Linked DNA regions of Mus musculus: region 1 is linked to region 2. The links are chromatin contacts, called in public Hi-C maps. All regions are on one chromosome and are shown on one strand. The core of a region is the stretch at or near the end of the contact, and the rest is flanking DNA. Distances in the headings are between cores, read along the strand shown. Region 1 holds the start of Vax2 (ventral anterior homeobox 2). Region 2 holds the start of Hoxa3 (homeobox A3).

What was found. A called contact is a pair of places that touch in the nucleus more often than the background predicts.
Region 1: a contact with region 2 is called in a Hi-C map of embryonic stem cells, with 17 times the contacts expected there. The contact joins the promoter of Vax2 here to the promoter of Hoxa3 in region 2. A contact is called at or near these places in 6 of 39 promoter capture datasets (cranial neural crest, embryonic stem cells, frontonasal cranial neural crest and 2 more) and 1 of 484 Hi-C or Micro-C datasets (embryonic stem cells).

What each region holds. Positions count from the first base shown.
Region 1 is chr6:83,705,827-83,713,182 of GRCm38.p6, reverse strand. It overlaps Vax2 (ventral anterior homeobox 2), which reads right to left and starts at 1,944. Exons shown (of 3, transcript NM_011912.4): 1 at 1,640-1,944. The coding sequence starts at 1,886. Vax2os (ventral anterior homeobox 2, opposite strand) reads left to right here and starts at 982. Exons shown (of 6, transcript NR_002871.2): 1 at 982-1,080; 2 at 2,358-2,449. It overlaps Gm32943 (a long non-coding RNA gene), which reads left to right. Exons shown (of 4, transcript XR_003956456.1): 3 at 1-123; 4 at 259-385.
Region 2 is chr6:52,210,215-52,217,545 of GRCm38.p6, reverse strand. It overlaps Hoxa3 (homeobox A3), which reads left to right and starts at 4,479. Exons shown (of 5, transcript NM_010452.3): 1 at 4,479-4,506. Hoxaas3 (Hoxa cluster antisense RNA 3) reads right to left here. Exons shown (of 3, transcript NR_015611.2): 2 at 5,059-5,160; 3 at 3,949-4,513. It overlaps Hoxa7 (homeobox A7), which reads left to right. Exons shown (of 2, transcript NM_010455.2): 1 at 1-516; 2 at 1,516-1,923. The coding sequence starts at 141. The coding sequence ends at 1,829. Mira (mistral long non-coding RNA) reads left to right here and starts at 2,258. Exons shown (of 1, transcript NR_045199.1): 1 at 2,258-3,055.

The DNA of each region.
Region 1 (7,356 bases), core at 695-3,194, about 31 Mb before region 2:
ACTTGACTTAAATGGCTCTATCCCAGAGGACAGAGGGCCACATTTTACTCCCACCTCTGCAAGTCTGCACCAGAGACAGTCCCACTGATGCCCACGAGCAAGATTTATTTGATCTACATAAAGGTTGGTAGAATGGAGGAAGATGGTGTTTGGGCGCATAACTCAGTCATCCTGACCAGGGGAGACGCCTATTCTTAATGCATAGCACTGGCAAGGTCCTTAGCCTAAGAGCTTAGGCTGTGTCTTCATTTCTGGAAGGCTTGCAGATTCCCTCAACGAAACTCAACTGGTGGTCGCTCCTTGTCCTTAGAACCCCTCAGATGACAAAAGGGAATTCATATTAACCCCAGGTAACCTACAAGTCCTCACACCTGCGGGGATTCCTGGTGGTGTAACTGTCTTACACCATCAAGCGGGTCCCTAGAATGGCAGTAGCCACCCAGCCTTCCAATGACCACACCTATTCCCAGGAGTGTTTCTTTATTCAGGGTCCCTGGCAGCGTCTTAATTTAAGAGAGCTTCCTGTACCTCCATGCCCTGCCCTAGCTGGCTCTCAGATCCCCAGGGCCACTCACATGGTGACAGTGGTGGTGGGGGTCAGGAAAGTTGTACTCCACCTGCTCTAAGATATTGACTTGGGTGACAGAAACCTAGGTTTCCCTCCGTAAAAGAAAGTTGGCTACAGGCCTCCTGAGGCCTGTGGGAGGCAGCTGGGGGAAGCCAAGTGAGTGAGTCCGAAACCCCAGGATGGCGGAAAAACAACAGGCCTCAGGCCTAGGATCCAGTTGACCGCAGGACCCGAGACTTCTTTCTCCAAGTGTCTACCTGGGAGAGGCCCAGACCCAGGATACTGGCATTGGAGGTTTGGATCTGGATGAGCGATGGCAGGAGAGTGCCGGGAAAGCAAGTTTGCTGCGGGGGTTGAAGGGGGATGGGTGAAGGGGCTCCGACTTCGGGTGAGGGCGGGTGGAGCCGAGGAAGAAAGCGTCGGCCAGGCCAGGCGGCCAGGCCAGGCGGAGGAGCGCCGGAGCCGGCGGTATCCAAGCGAGTGGGAAAACTGGAGCAGCGGAGCCGCGGCAGGTCAGGCTACCCTACCGCCCACCCAGCCATCTCTAAGCCTCAACCCACGCAAGGCTAGGTGCTGGGAAATAAGGCTGGGTTGAAGCGGGGACGCATCCGACTGCCTGCGTGGCCCAGCCTTCCTCAGCAGCTGCCCACTCGGGTCCCTCCCAATCCTGTCCCTACAGCGCGCGCGTGACTTTCTCCGCCCTTGCTCCGGGGACCCCGGCGCGGAGGCCCTGGCTCTCGGTGTCGGGCTTCTCCAACTGATTCGTGTCCTTACTACACCAACCAGCCCGGATGGGCCTAGAGAGAGAGAAAGAGAGAGAGAGAGAGAGAGAGAGAGAGAGAGAGAGAGAGCACCGGTCCAGCAGGACGAAACAAGGTCCAGCCCCCTGCTTTGTCCCCCGCGTTCAGCTCAGTGTCCCGCACACAATAGGCACTCGGAGTATTTACAGGATGAACTACCAAATGAATGAACCACTGTATGATCTGAGAGATGGACGTTGTAGGGATGTCGGAGGCCCCAGGAAAGGCAGCTTGGTGGCCCAGGGAATCAGAGCTGCGGCTGTCCCCTTACCTCGTACCAGGATGCGGCGGCAGTGGTCTGTCTCACCGAGCGCCTGCTGTCCGTCGCTGTCCCCTCCGCTCTCCCTGGAGCCCGCAGGGCTGGAGGCGGAGGTCCCAGCAATCTCCCTCGGACTCGCGCTACCTGTGTCAGCACGCAAATCTTCCGCTCCGCGGTGCTCTCCGTGACGCCCGCTGCGGCCACCAGGCTCCTCCCGGCGCTTGGGGCCGCGGTCCCGCTCCGCGCCCCCATCGCCCATGCCCGCCGCCACTGCTGCTTGGGCCACAGCAGCCGCTAGTCCTAGCTCAGGGTAGCAGGTCCCTCCCTGCCCCTCCCCACCCCTTCCTCCATCTGCCCCGCCCCCTACAGGCCCCGCCCCCGTCGGCGATTGGGCGCGAGCTGGGGTTCCAGGACTCTGGGTGGATCCAGTAGGCGCAGCGCAACGGGAGTTCGTTCAGGGGGAGGAAAAAAGGAGGAGGGAGTGAGGGGAAGAGAGACAAGGGGAGGGAAAGAGGAGAAGGAGGAGGGATAGGAGGAAAAGAGATATGTGGAGAAGGGGGAGGGGATGGTGTCTTCGCGCCTCCTCGCGTGGGGCGGTGTTTAGAGCCTGGCAATGGGAGACTGGACAGCCCCGTGGTACAGAAGACCGCCCCACACCCTCTCATAAACTTTATTACTCCCTACCCATTGGTCCCTCTCGCCCTCTTCCCTCTGTTCCCTATATCTCCAGGGAAATGCACCTAGCTTTCAGTCTGGCTCCGCTTGATGGAAAACTCAGAGCTCGAGGAGGCGACCCTGACTCGACCCGGCAGAAAAGAGGAGGTTTGCTGGGCTCCGGAACTTGGTGCGGTGGGGGCGACGGTAGAGAGTGGGGTGTAGGTCTGGGGTTCAGGGCACGCGTCCCCCAACCAAGGCACTCACACTCAGGCACACAGAACAGCCACTTATTGTGGGGATCCCGCGAGTTTCGCCAGACAAGCCCGGGAGGCGGATGCTGTCCCCAGCCAGGGTGAGGTGCGGAGCTGGACCGGCAGACCGCCAGGTTGTACTGCCAAGAGCAAACGCTGGGCTCTCCCGCAGCTCTGAGGTTGTCACTCCTGGGACTGACACCTAGAGAATGAGACTGAGCACGGGCTTTTTTTTTTTCTCGCGCTTCTGTCCTGGAGCAGCCCCTTGTTCAGTGCCTGCTCCAGACGGATCTCTGGACAGGAGCCTGTGTCCTCTTGGCTACACGTTCTGCAGAGTCCCGCTTCTGTTTAGACAGTGTCAGGAAGTGTGGGGAACAGTCTCATTGTATTTGACTCAGCTTTAAAAAGAGGTTTGGGGGAAAGATTGAGAAGGATGGTGTGTGTAACCGAGGGTCTATGGCTCCTTTAAAGGCCAGTATCCCGATCCTTCAGACTCTTCTTCCTTTCTTCCACTTGCAGATTTGGAATAAACTAGGTACTAGGGGTGAGCCAAATGCTTGGTGTGAGTCCAAGCCAAAGTACTTCAGGAGATCCCAAGATCTGGTAGCGGGTGTCTGTGACCACCAAGGGTAGGCTTGTGGGGTCTCTGTCTCTGAGGTTGAACAGGTGTTGGGTGTGGGGAGTCAGTCAGTGCCTTGGTCTGTGGTGTGTGTGTGTGTGTGTGTGTGTGTGTGTGTGAAAACGGTTGGAGATTTTGGGAGAGGTGGTAGATGTGACTTGGCGATTCTCACTGATTCTTGTAGTGCTGGAAAAGGAAAGAACAGCGGTAAGAGAGGATGCCTGCTGGGCCCTATTCGCAAAGAAAGGAGCGGGGGTGGGGGTGGGGTATGGCTTCCATGGTGTGTAATTGGCCGGCAGAGGGGACAGTGTGGACTGTCAGTGCCTGCTGGTTGTATGGAAGAGAGAAGAGGGAGGGAAGGAAGGAGAGAATGAGGACAGGATGGGAGAGAAGAAAAGAGGGAGCTGAGAAAGCACCAGCACTTTGCATAGTTAAGGAAACCAGAGAACTGGAACCCATCTGAGACCTAGGCAAAGTGGCCAGCCTTGTACTGGTCCCCTCCTAGCCTGCCCTCTGGAGGGCAGTAGGACTTCTCAGCAGCCCCCACAGCCCCCTCCCCCATTGACCACCTTACCTGAGCCATCTGCATTTATCTCATCTCTGGCTTTCTCAAAGTATGCCCTACATCTAGTATAGAAAAACAGAAGCGGAAGAAACTAGTGGAAGCTAGACCTCATACCCTCCACCCAAGCAGCCTCCCATGCCACCTACAAAGCTGTGTTTGTGCCGACAAAAGCAGAGTTGCGTCTTTTCACAATGTTTTCTCTGGTTGGTTTTTCCAATCAGGGTTTCTCTGTGTAGCCCTGGCTGTCCTGGAGCTCACTCTATAGACCAGGCTGGCCTCAAACTCAGAGATCTGTCTCTGCCGCCTAAGTTCTGGGAATAAAGGTATGTGCCACCACCAGCTTCTTTTCATGATGTTAAATCTTCACTTCACTGGTGGAGGAGGTCAATCAAGTCTTTTTCCAGGAGCCTTTTCTGGGCTCTGGTCCCCAAGTGAGCTGAACCATCCTTCCTGGAGAGGCTGATGGTTTTGGAGAGTGCTTTGGAACTAGAGTCTGGAAGTTCGGACTCTTCTGGGTCTCCAGGTGACCTGGAAGCTCTCAGGTGATCCGGTTCCTTGGTGCCACTGGTCTCTGGCCAGTCTTTGCACTTAGGGAGACTGTGTTCTTTAGTGCTGTCCTTGCTAAGGAGGTCTGGGTGCTACTATGTTGTTATTTGGCCAGTGAGTGCCACAGTCATGGTGGGTGGGTGGGGGTGTTGCCTTTGTCTGAAGGTCTGAGTGTGCCCTGGGAAGGGAGGCAGGAGTTTTATTCCTACTGTGTTCTTCCTGCTGCCTCACATCCCAACCTGACCATAAGCCTAGAGAACCTCTCTTCCAACCTCATCCATCTCCTCTTCCTCATTCTCCATCCCTCCCTTCCTCTTTAGGGTCTCAACTAGCACAGCCTGGCCTCAAACCCACAGCTCTGTAGGCTGTGATCAACTTCTGATTCTTGTGCCTCCACCCCTAGGATGCTGGAGTTATAGGTGTATGTCATCACCTTTTAAAATGAAGGCTTTACGCAGGGCTGGGGATCAAACCCAGTTTCTTACATGCCAGGCAGGCACTCTACTGAGTGCAGCCTTTCCTCTGAAATGTATCGAAGAGCCAGAGAAATTACAACACAAAGGTGGTGGAGCAGAAGGACTGGAGGACACGATGACAGCAGACCTGGAACCAGCTCAGTCTAGTTTTTGCTTGCTGCTTCCCTCTTGCTGGGGTGTGTGTTGGAGGGGGGATTGCTCAATACTTCATCCTCCAAGAGTCTGTGTTGAGCTTAGCCTCTTGCGCATCTGGGCTCTTTCCTGGTTTGGGAGTCCTCTCAAATATCTCCAGGGAGGTCCTGGGGAGCATATTTGTGTTGTCCCCAGAGAATCCAGTGCTTATATTTGTCACCACGTAGAATTCTACCATTGCTAAAGGGAGTTTGGAGTTTGGGGTAAGCAGGGCAAACTGAGTATAGACCTAGTCCTGGCTCAGAGATGAAGCAGACCTCACCGAAAGGGTCTACCCCTCACTTCCTTTCCCAGCCTCTCATCTGGGAGCCAGACCTCTGCACATGCATGCTACAGGAGGGCCCCTCCCCTGCCTATCCCATTCCCAGAGGGAGCTGATGGTTTCTGAGCACAGTAACCATGCTGGATGAGAAGGGGGAAGGTGGGAGGGGATTGAGTTCTCTGAAATGTCCTTGTGGGTACAGAGAGGTGCCAGGCTCCTTATGTTCTGATGCCTCACCTCCTCCTGGGTTAGCCCCTTCAGGTTCACAGAGATATTTAAAAATAGTTAAACATCCCAGTATTTGTCATGCGTAGAGACATACACTTTTCTTTAAAATATTTAATTTTATGTGTGAGTGTCTTGCATGCACTTATGTCTGTGCGCCATGTGTGAGCCTCGTGCTGGCAGAGGTCAGGAGGGTTGGATTCATTAGAGCTGAAGTGGTTACTACAGTTATAAACCACTAAGATCATAAACCACTAAGTAAGTGATGGAAATTGGACCCAGGTCCTCTAAAAGAGCAGAAAGTGATCTTACCCACTGAGCCATTTCCTCCAGCCCCTATGGACACATTTTAAGCAACAGGAGATGATGGTGAGGATGTGTCTGTGACCAGCCCTTGTGCTGTAGCACAATGGGAGCAGGTGCAGAACTGGAAAGGTCACTGTTGAGGCTGGAGCAGGAACTGAAGCAGACTAGGGCTAACTGATTCCAGCTGGGGATACCAACTATTCCAGCCACTGTTCTGTGGGCCTTGGTCCACAAGGGTCCTCAGTTGGCAGAAGTGCTCTAGGCAGGATCCCCACTTCCCAACACTCTAGGTTCCATAGGTATGGCTCTGGCCTGTCTAAGTGTCTCTTGTGGGTCTCCAGGCTGTTCCTTCAGCTCATGAAGGAAATCTAGTTCTGTCAGAGTTCAAGAGTGAGCCAATACCTGCTGCCCATGTGCCAGCCCTGTAGCAAGGAGCTGACAACTTTACAGAGCTGTTGAGTTCCTGCCTCTAGCCAGAAGTCTGCCCAGGGCTGGCTGTGGTGTGACAGTGGTGCTTATATTGGCATATAACTCAAATATCACACAGCTCTCCTATTTATGGTGTACAGTTCTATAGATTTCAGTGTATCACAGTTAAGTGCAACCATCACCACCACAAATATTAAAGCATTTTCATAGGCTAAGGATGCTGTCTGAATAGAGTGTTTGTGTAGCAAACAGAAAGGCTCAGGTTTAATTCCCAGACCATGGGGACCAGTTGTGCTGGGCATGACTGTTATCCCAATTCCTGGGAGATGGGGGTGACAAGATCAGAAACTCAAAGCCATCCTTGGCTTCATAGCAAGTCTAAGGTCAGCCTGAGCTACAAGGGACCTTGGAGGGAAACTCACCTTTCAAGCTCCCCCCACTTCCCTCTCAGTCCTGAACCACTATTGTCTTCCTGTGACTATGGATTTGCCTGTATGGGGTGTCTCATATGAGTGGAATCTTACAGTGTGTGCACTAATGGCTGGCCTCTTTTTCTCAATGTGCTTCAAGGTTCTTTTGTGTATAGTATATACCAACACTCCACTCCTTCCTATGCCAACTAGCATCCACTGTGCGACAGAGGCACTTCTGCCTGTTTACACTGTATTCAAATGTTCTTAGGTGAGAACATTTGGGCTCCTGATTCTGGCTGTCCAGCCAGCAGCTCAGCTAGAAGAGGAGCTTTTTAAGGAGCAGTCAGAGGGGAGAGGCTCAGGGAAGCATCCTGGTCACTGGGTGGCTGTTTGTACCCCTTCAGTCACCTTCTGGAACCATCTTTTCCAATTCTGCCCGATGAGGATGGATCATGGAGCTGCTGGGCTCCTGGGGATGATGATGCTGGAGAAGTGACTCAGAGCTGTGGGTCTTGACTAATCTTTTATGTCACCAACTAGATACTAATGGGTTGCTTAGCTTCTGTGTTACGGTGTCCCCCCCCCCCCCCCACCTATCTAATGGGAATGTTAGTTCCAACTCCTGGAATTGTTATAACAGTTAATTAATTTGTTCAGACCATTGGCTCCCATGTCTGGTGCCAAGGAGGAAAAACAGAGGCTTGTATTATTTAGCTGTAAAGTCAAGCATACACCATAGCTCCTTGTGGTCCCTCTTCTTCCTCCAGAGGAGGTTTTGGTAGCCAGGG
Region 2 (7,331 bases), core at 3,230-5,729:
GCGGTCACGTGCCGCGGCGAGCTCCGTCCAAAAGAAAATGGGGTTTGGTGTAAATCTGGGGGTGTAATGTTATCATATATCACGCTACCTCGTAAAACCGACACTGAAAGCTGCCGGACAACAAATCACAGGTCAAAATTATGAGTTCTTCGTATTATGTGAACGCGCTTTTTAGCAAATATACGGCGGGGGCTTCTCTCTTCCAAAATGCCGAGCCGACTTCTTGCTCCTTTGCACCCAACTCGCAGAGAAGCGGCTACGGGCCGGGCGCCGGCGCCTTCGCCTCCACTGTGCCGGGCTTATACAATGTCAACAGCCCCCTCTATCAGAGCCCCTTCGCGTCCGGCTATGGCCTGGGAGCCGACGCCTACAACCTGCCCTGCGCCTCCTACGACCAAAACATCCCCGGGCTCTGCAGTGACCTCGCCAAAGGCGCCTGCGACAAGGCGGACGAGGGCGTGCTTCACGGCCCGGCCGAAGCCAGTTTCCGCATCTACCCCTGGATGCGCAGTTCAGGTAGGCTCAGTGGTCGGCGGGGTCGGCGAGCGGGAGGAGCGGAGGGGCGGGAGCAGGGCGCGGGGGGCTGAGAGAGCCCAGCCCGGCGGCTTCCAGCCGGCGGCCCCGCAAGTCCCCGTGGCGCTGCCTTTCTGGTTTTAATTAGAGCTGAGGCGCCATAGCGTGGAGAGACCCGTAGCATTGTATGTAAATGAGGCTCATAAAACTTTTTATGGCCCAATTAATGGGTTCGATCCTCGTAAATTTATTTAACTCCATTTGCCTTGGAATTTTTACAATAAGTTTCTCCGCTATTCTCATTCTCATATTCTCTCTCTTTCTCCCCCCCCTCTCCCCCTTCTTCCCTTCCCTCTCTTTTTCTCTCCCTCAGTCTTTCTTTCTATCCCCCTCTTTTCTGTCCTCTATCTCTTTCTTGACTCCAGCTCTCTCTCCCCTCCTTCCCTTCTTTCGGCCTGGCTTTCTTTCTCAAAGGCAAGGAGAATTGAGACCTCCGGGATCCCTCACTCATCACTGTACCAGAGGCCATTTCCAGAACGGGGCTGAAGCCAATGGGACAGAGGGTGGGAAAGTCACAGGAAGGTCTTGTGGATGGGGCTGCTGATGAGGGTCGCCCACTAGCAAGGCTGGGGAGCAGCCAGGCTCGCCTTTGAATGGCAAAAGCGCAGAGTCCCCCACTTGCCACACTCTATATTGACAATTTCCCTTTGTCAGGGGGAAGCAGGACATTGTGGAAACGTAGCCGGCTGGAAAGGCCAGTTGTAAAGTTGGAATTCTGCCCTAAGGCTTCTCACAGATGTTCTTGCTTGTCTGGCCCTGGGGCCTTCCGCTCACAATTTCCCTCCCCCAGCTCAATTGAGGGTGATGAGGGTTGCACCTGGATTTGGGCAAGGTGGAAGGTGCAGGTTCTTGGGCTGCTGGCCTGACTAAAGCACTCTTCTGTCCACATCCTAGTCTGCTTGTCTGTTTTGTCTATCTATATGTCCAAATTTCTGTTCCTAGGACCCGACAGGAAGCGGGGACGCCAGACCTACACGCGCTACCAGACGCTGGAACTGGAGAAGGAATTCCATTTCAACCGCTACCTGACGCGGCGCCGCCGCATCGAGATCGCTCACGCGCTCTGCCTCACTGAGCGCCAGATCAAGATCTGGTTCCAGAATCGGCGCATGAAGTGGAAGAAAGAGCATAAAGATGAGAGCCAGGCTCCCACTGCAGCCCCGGAAGACGCGGTGCCCTCCGTTTCCACAGCTGCTGACAAGGCGGACGAGGAGGAAGAGGAGGAAGAGGAGGAAGAAGAGGAGGAAGAGGAGTAAAGGGCCAGGCACAGGACCCTGGCTGCACAGGACAGTTGGAAAAGCGTCTTTAAGAGACTCATTGATTTTAGTTACAAAAATGGGGGGAAATAAAGTGTAAAAAAAAAAAAGAAAGAAAGAAAGAAAAAAGAAAGAGAAAAAAGAAAGGGAAAGAAAAAAAGAGGGAATCAGTTCCTACCCTCATTCCATTCAATCACCCACTTTAGCTCCCAGGGAAATTAGGTCACCTTGGGGACCCTCTCTGCCTCTGAGGAACCCAGTAGATACCCACAACCCTGGGCCAGTGTTGTGCGCAGGCACAGCCAAAATACTACCTAGCACAGGCCTCTTTGAGAGGCACTCCCAAACTACCTATGGGCCCAGCCCCAGTGGGCCACCATTCCTAAGAAGCCTCCTTCATGTCCCAACACTGGCAGACACCCAGCACCTGCCCCACCCCCATCACACACCCGGCCAATACCTGCAAACCATGATCAATACTACCTACTACTAGCCCTAAACTACCTATTGTGTGCTGGCTAGCTCACCTGCTTCTCGGTGCCCATCCCTCCCAGGCTGGACCTTGATGCTTCTAACTGATAGTCTTTGGGGTCACCAAGGCTTCACTGACAAGGCAATGAGGTTCAGGGACCAGGGTATTGGCTTCTATTTAAATTGAAAAATAATATATTTATTCCAAAGCATACCAAGTGCTGTAACCTAGAATCCCTCTTTCTCTGGCTTTGACACAAGGTCAGGGCCATTAACCCTACTTCAGGAGGGGAGCATTCCCGAGCTGGCTGCCATCCTCTGGAATAGCTCTGGGTTTTGTTTTTGTGGGACTAAGGAGATGTTCCCAGACTCACTGTCCTCTCCCCCTTGCTTTTGTGTCCTACTGTTCAGCCATGTCAAATATGTATACCCTGACTTTTCCTACAAGGACAAATACTGTATATTTGAACCAGATTTTTTTTGTGTTGTTGTCATTTCTATAATCTTGGAGCTCATTTGTAAAGGAATGTCTTGACTTTGGAAGGATGTTTTAATGGGGTGACTTTGTAGCATGGTGTGTTGTATTGAACTAATTCTGTAGTGGGTGGGGGAAGTCCAGCACCCACCGGGGCCATCATCTCCCTTGTCTCCTCATGTCCCGTCCCACCCCCCAGCCTGGGGTTCAGAGAAGGCACGCTTCCCAGCCCAGCTACCTGTGTTTTATGTAACAATAAAGATGCTTGGTGACAAAGAAACACGGACTGCTTTATCCAGAGGGTCTTGTGCAAGGGGAAGTGGCCATAGCTGAAGGACCAGCCCTGGCTGTAGGCCAAAGAGACACGGGAAACAAATGCAGAGCCACTGTCCCTGAGTCCAAATTTTAGCTATTCATGGACAAATGTATCATGTCTCTTTTCACATGTTTTTATGTGTACTTAAGCACATTTCTATTTCTCTGTGTGCTTGCTTATAGTTATAATTGTATGCATTCCCACACACATGCGTGTGCATCAACATTTCTCATGTCTATAATTGTGTGTGTGGGTTTCTGTGTTTTTCTGTGACTATAATTGTATATATGCCTTCCTCTTTGTAGATGGTTTTTGTCTGGCTATTGTATGTGCACCAATATCTATTTAGATCCATTGAAAAAAGACTATTTGTTAATGCTACATATTCTATCTACGGCCTCTCAAACTTTCATAAATTCCATGAACGAATTCCAAATTCAACTTTCCTCTAAAGGTGTAGACTGAGCTCTAAAAGGGTATTACCTACCCTCCAATTGATCCCGGATTCCACATGCGTCCTGAGTACAGTCCAGGGGTAGGAAAGACATGGAATTCAGGGTCCCTGCTGCAGTACCCCCACTTAGCCTTCAGAAAGGGTGAGGATGCCCCAGGGTCCAACACTGCAGCTGAGGGATTCTTGGACGACATGGGCCTCAAACCCTGCGGCGCAACCAAGTCCAAGTCCTGTTGCTGAGGAAGGACTGTGGCTGGGGAAGGGGCTAGCGGTGAGAGACCAGGGGCGAGAGGCGGTGGAAGTAGCTTAGAGCATCCTGAGCTGGGCCCGCGAAGGTCTCCATTCTTATCCCCTGACTAGGCTGGGCCAGTTTCTTAGGACTTTTTTTTTTTTTTTTTTTTTTAAATAAAATCGGACCTAAAAGGGTCTGAAAAACCTGCAGCCCCAAATCGGGACAGACTCGGTGGTAAGATGGCGTCTGTGTAAGAGCCGCCTCCTCTTAGTGATGGGGAAAGGGTCATAAATCCGTTGTTGTTTATGAAAATTTACAACTTTGCAATACAACTTTATGAGTTGTTCGGCCCTTCCATTGGCCGCTGTCGGTCATGTGGATAGGAACCGTGAACATGAACTTTTTTATAATTTCCCTTGCGAGAATAGAGCCGCATTCTTTTGCTCCGCTCCATCCTGCGTGCTTCGGAGCTCTGCCTTGCCAGCCTGCCTGGGCTGCGCTTTGTCCGGCGATGGCGAGCGAGGGGAAGCCGCTGCCAGGCCCAGGCCAGCCGTTGTCGCTGGAGGTGGAGCGCGTCCAGTTCCTGGAGCAGCCGCCGCTGCTTTGCAACTTGCAACCTGGCTAATTTCCTGCGTCCTCTGGCACCAGGAAGGAGGACAATTCGTCTCTTGGGCTGCCGAAGCGACAGCTGTCAGAGAGGCAGAAGCTTCTGGGAGCCGCGGTCTGAAGGTGAGACCTGTGGGAAGGAGACAGGGCAAAGGTGGGTGAGGTACTACAGTGGTAAGAGAGGGCACCAGGAACGACTTTGAAAAGGGGCCTTTTTCACGCTCTTTCAGTACTGTCCTTTCATTTTCAGCCCCAATATACACCACAGTCCAAACACGTCACTCATTCTCACCCACTACCGCCACCACCTACAATCACTCCTTTTCCCTCCTCCCTCAAGGCGGATCAGCCTTCCCTCTGTGGCACAGCGCCTTGGCACGGCGCAGCACCGCTTGGGTCTTCGCCCCCTCCCCCCTCCATTCCCCAGTGACCCTCGGGAAGCCCCAAAGGAAGTCATTTGGCATTCTACTGTTCCCTACTGGCCTCTGGGGTTTGGGATTATTTCATTCGTGACCCAATTGATTCAACTGACTTCCCCAATAGCCAGAGGTAGTTCCCAACCTGGGAACGAGGACGGAGAGGCGAGCAAAGTAGCACGGGCGTTTTGTTAGCTTCGGCACACTGTTTTTTCCTGTGGGGGCTAGGAAAGGAAGCAAACACAGAAACAAAACTTACTAATTCAGAGTTCTCCGATGGTTGCCTGCTTCGTTTGCCCGGTTTTCTGGTTAGAGTGATTTCTCGAGCCCTGGAAGAGGGGCTAGATGCGTGTGTGGAATTCTGTGTTGGAGGAGAGAACCGAGTTAATTGGGTGCTAAGGTGAGGGGGTGATGTTTCCGTGCAGGGGCTGCTGTGTTGACGCAGGTGGAAGGAGCACATCTGAGGTTTCTGAGGGAAGGTTGCAAAATGGTGTCTGGGCAATAGCAGGGTCGCAGTCCCAAGCCACCTAAGTACAGTGGCAGGTTGGTGTCCACGGTCCTCCACCTCCCCGGCTTCCAGCGAGAGGACTACAGCTAGCAGCGAGACAGCACTAAGAGCTGCGGGCCTAGCAATGGCTTTGCATGGCACGGTGGCACCAGTCATGGTGGGTGGGCCTGAAAGCGGGTCTGACCAGGTTAGATTTGCCCCCGGGAGACAGAGCTACCCAAGCATCAGTCGCGAGTTCCCTGGCTATGGTTCTTTTTTGTTTATTTGGTTTTTGGTTGTTGTTGCTGCTGCTGTTTTCCTATCTCAAGATAGTATGTCGGCCTAGGCCAGACAATTAAGAAGGACGTGTAGATGCTTGGAATGTTTGCCGCCGGACAGCTCTGTGGATGCGCCCCGGGCAGGGGCAGATAAAGCGCCGCATTTGCCTCCTAGGGCCGCTGGCTGCCTGACTGCGGCTGCCGCAGGCGGATTATTTATTGCGACCGAACAGGGAGCTCGCTGCTGCCACGCTGTGGCCGTCGCCGGGACCGGCGCCAGCAGCGTCCCGCCTCTTTGAGCCTGGCGCGACTGCTGTACGGGCCCCTCAGAATCCCCAGAAGCAGGGGAAGGGGGGCACAAAAGGGGACCTGAGGGGCAGTCTCCAAGGGTTTATTTGGCTGTGAAATCTTCTTGCTTCGGCTACCCATGACAGAAAGCTCAGCCGCTGGAATAGATTCGGGTCCTTCCCTCTCCCCTAACCCAGCACCATGGAGACTGTTTGTACAGGCCGCCTGGCTGGTCATGGCTGCTTCTGTCCAAACTGCGCGTCCCAAAGGCGTCCTGAGGGCTCACGCCAGTTGGGGAACGCTTTGGCTTTGGGATTCTGACATCGGAGAGACCATTTGTAGTTCCGAGGCCTGCTGACCTGACTGGCCCTGAGGATTGGCTATGGCATGGAAGGCAGCTCCAGGAGAGGGCTGGTAACTGACAGAGGCCCACACCTGTGTGCTTTGGGTTCTGGCCTAGAGATTTGACTGGATGGAGGTGGACCTTCTGGGTCTTCCCACACACCTGCAAGCCAGGCTCCAGGCTGGCAGAAGTGGAGGGGCTCAATGGGCAGCCAGGGAAAGGGCAAAACTGTGTGACCCTACTGCCATCTTACCCTCTTTGAAGAGAAGATAAAAGGTAAGTTTTCTGTGTGGCTGTGAGCTAGCAGAGTCCTGCGGTGATTATTCTCATCATCTCAGGATGAGGCTCTATTGAAGGTGTGGAGTTCCTGGTCTCCACTCTGTCAGGACGCGCTCTCTCTCCATATATATATTATACATATGTTTATATACATGTATATGGAAGAATAGATAGATTGACTGCTAACTTAAATGCACACTAGCCTGGGCTTACATGTTAAGATTTCAACTTAATATTTTTTCCACCTTAATGTTTACAGAAGCTAGAAATACATTTTCTGGCTTCTAGGTGAGAAAACAAATTCTTTTATTGGCTGAGACAATTAAGTCTAAAATTCAGATCAAACCATAGCAATAATGGTGGCAAGCTGTCATCAGCTCCAACTCTGTGTGAGACAGAGCTGCGTCAAAGAGAACTGATAGATGTGAACAATTAGCACCTGGGAAATGGCTACTTTCATTTCCAACAGTATTGCTGGAAATAATTGTTATCTGATTGTTTGTTGTTTAAGAACCAATAACTCAAACTTATTTTCTTCAAACAGCCTTTTAAGAAAAAAAAAATCCACCTTTCTTTTCTTCCTGAGTTATTCATTTCCCACATATTGCATCCTCTCTGTGAGAAACGTAAAATTTTATTCTCTCCTGAACAGCTCATTTATATACAAAGGAAAAAAAAACTTTCTTGGGTTGGAGAGATAAAGACGTTAAACACAAGGCCTGTGGTACAGCCTTCCTTTGGTGTGCCTTCACGGGCTCTCTGGAGGCCGATCTTAGGCAAGTCCTTTTTCAATTTTCCTCTTTTGAGGGGAGAAAGGGGGGGGATCGAAAAGCAAGGAAGAGATTAAAGAACTCTGC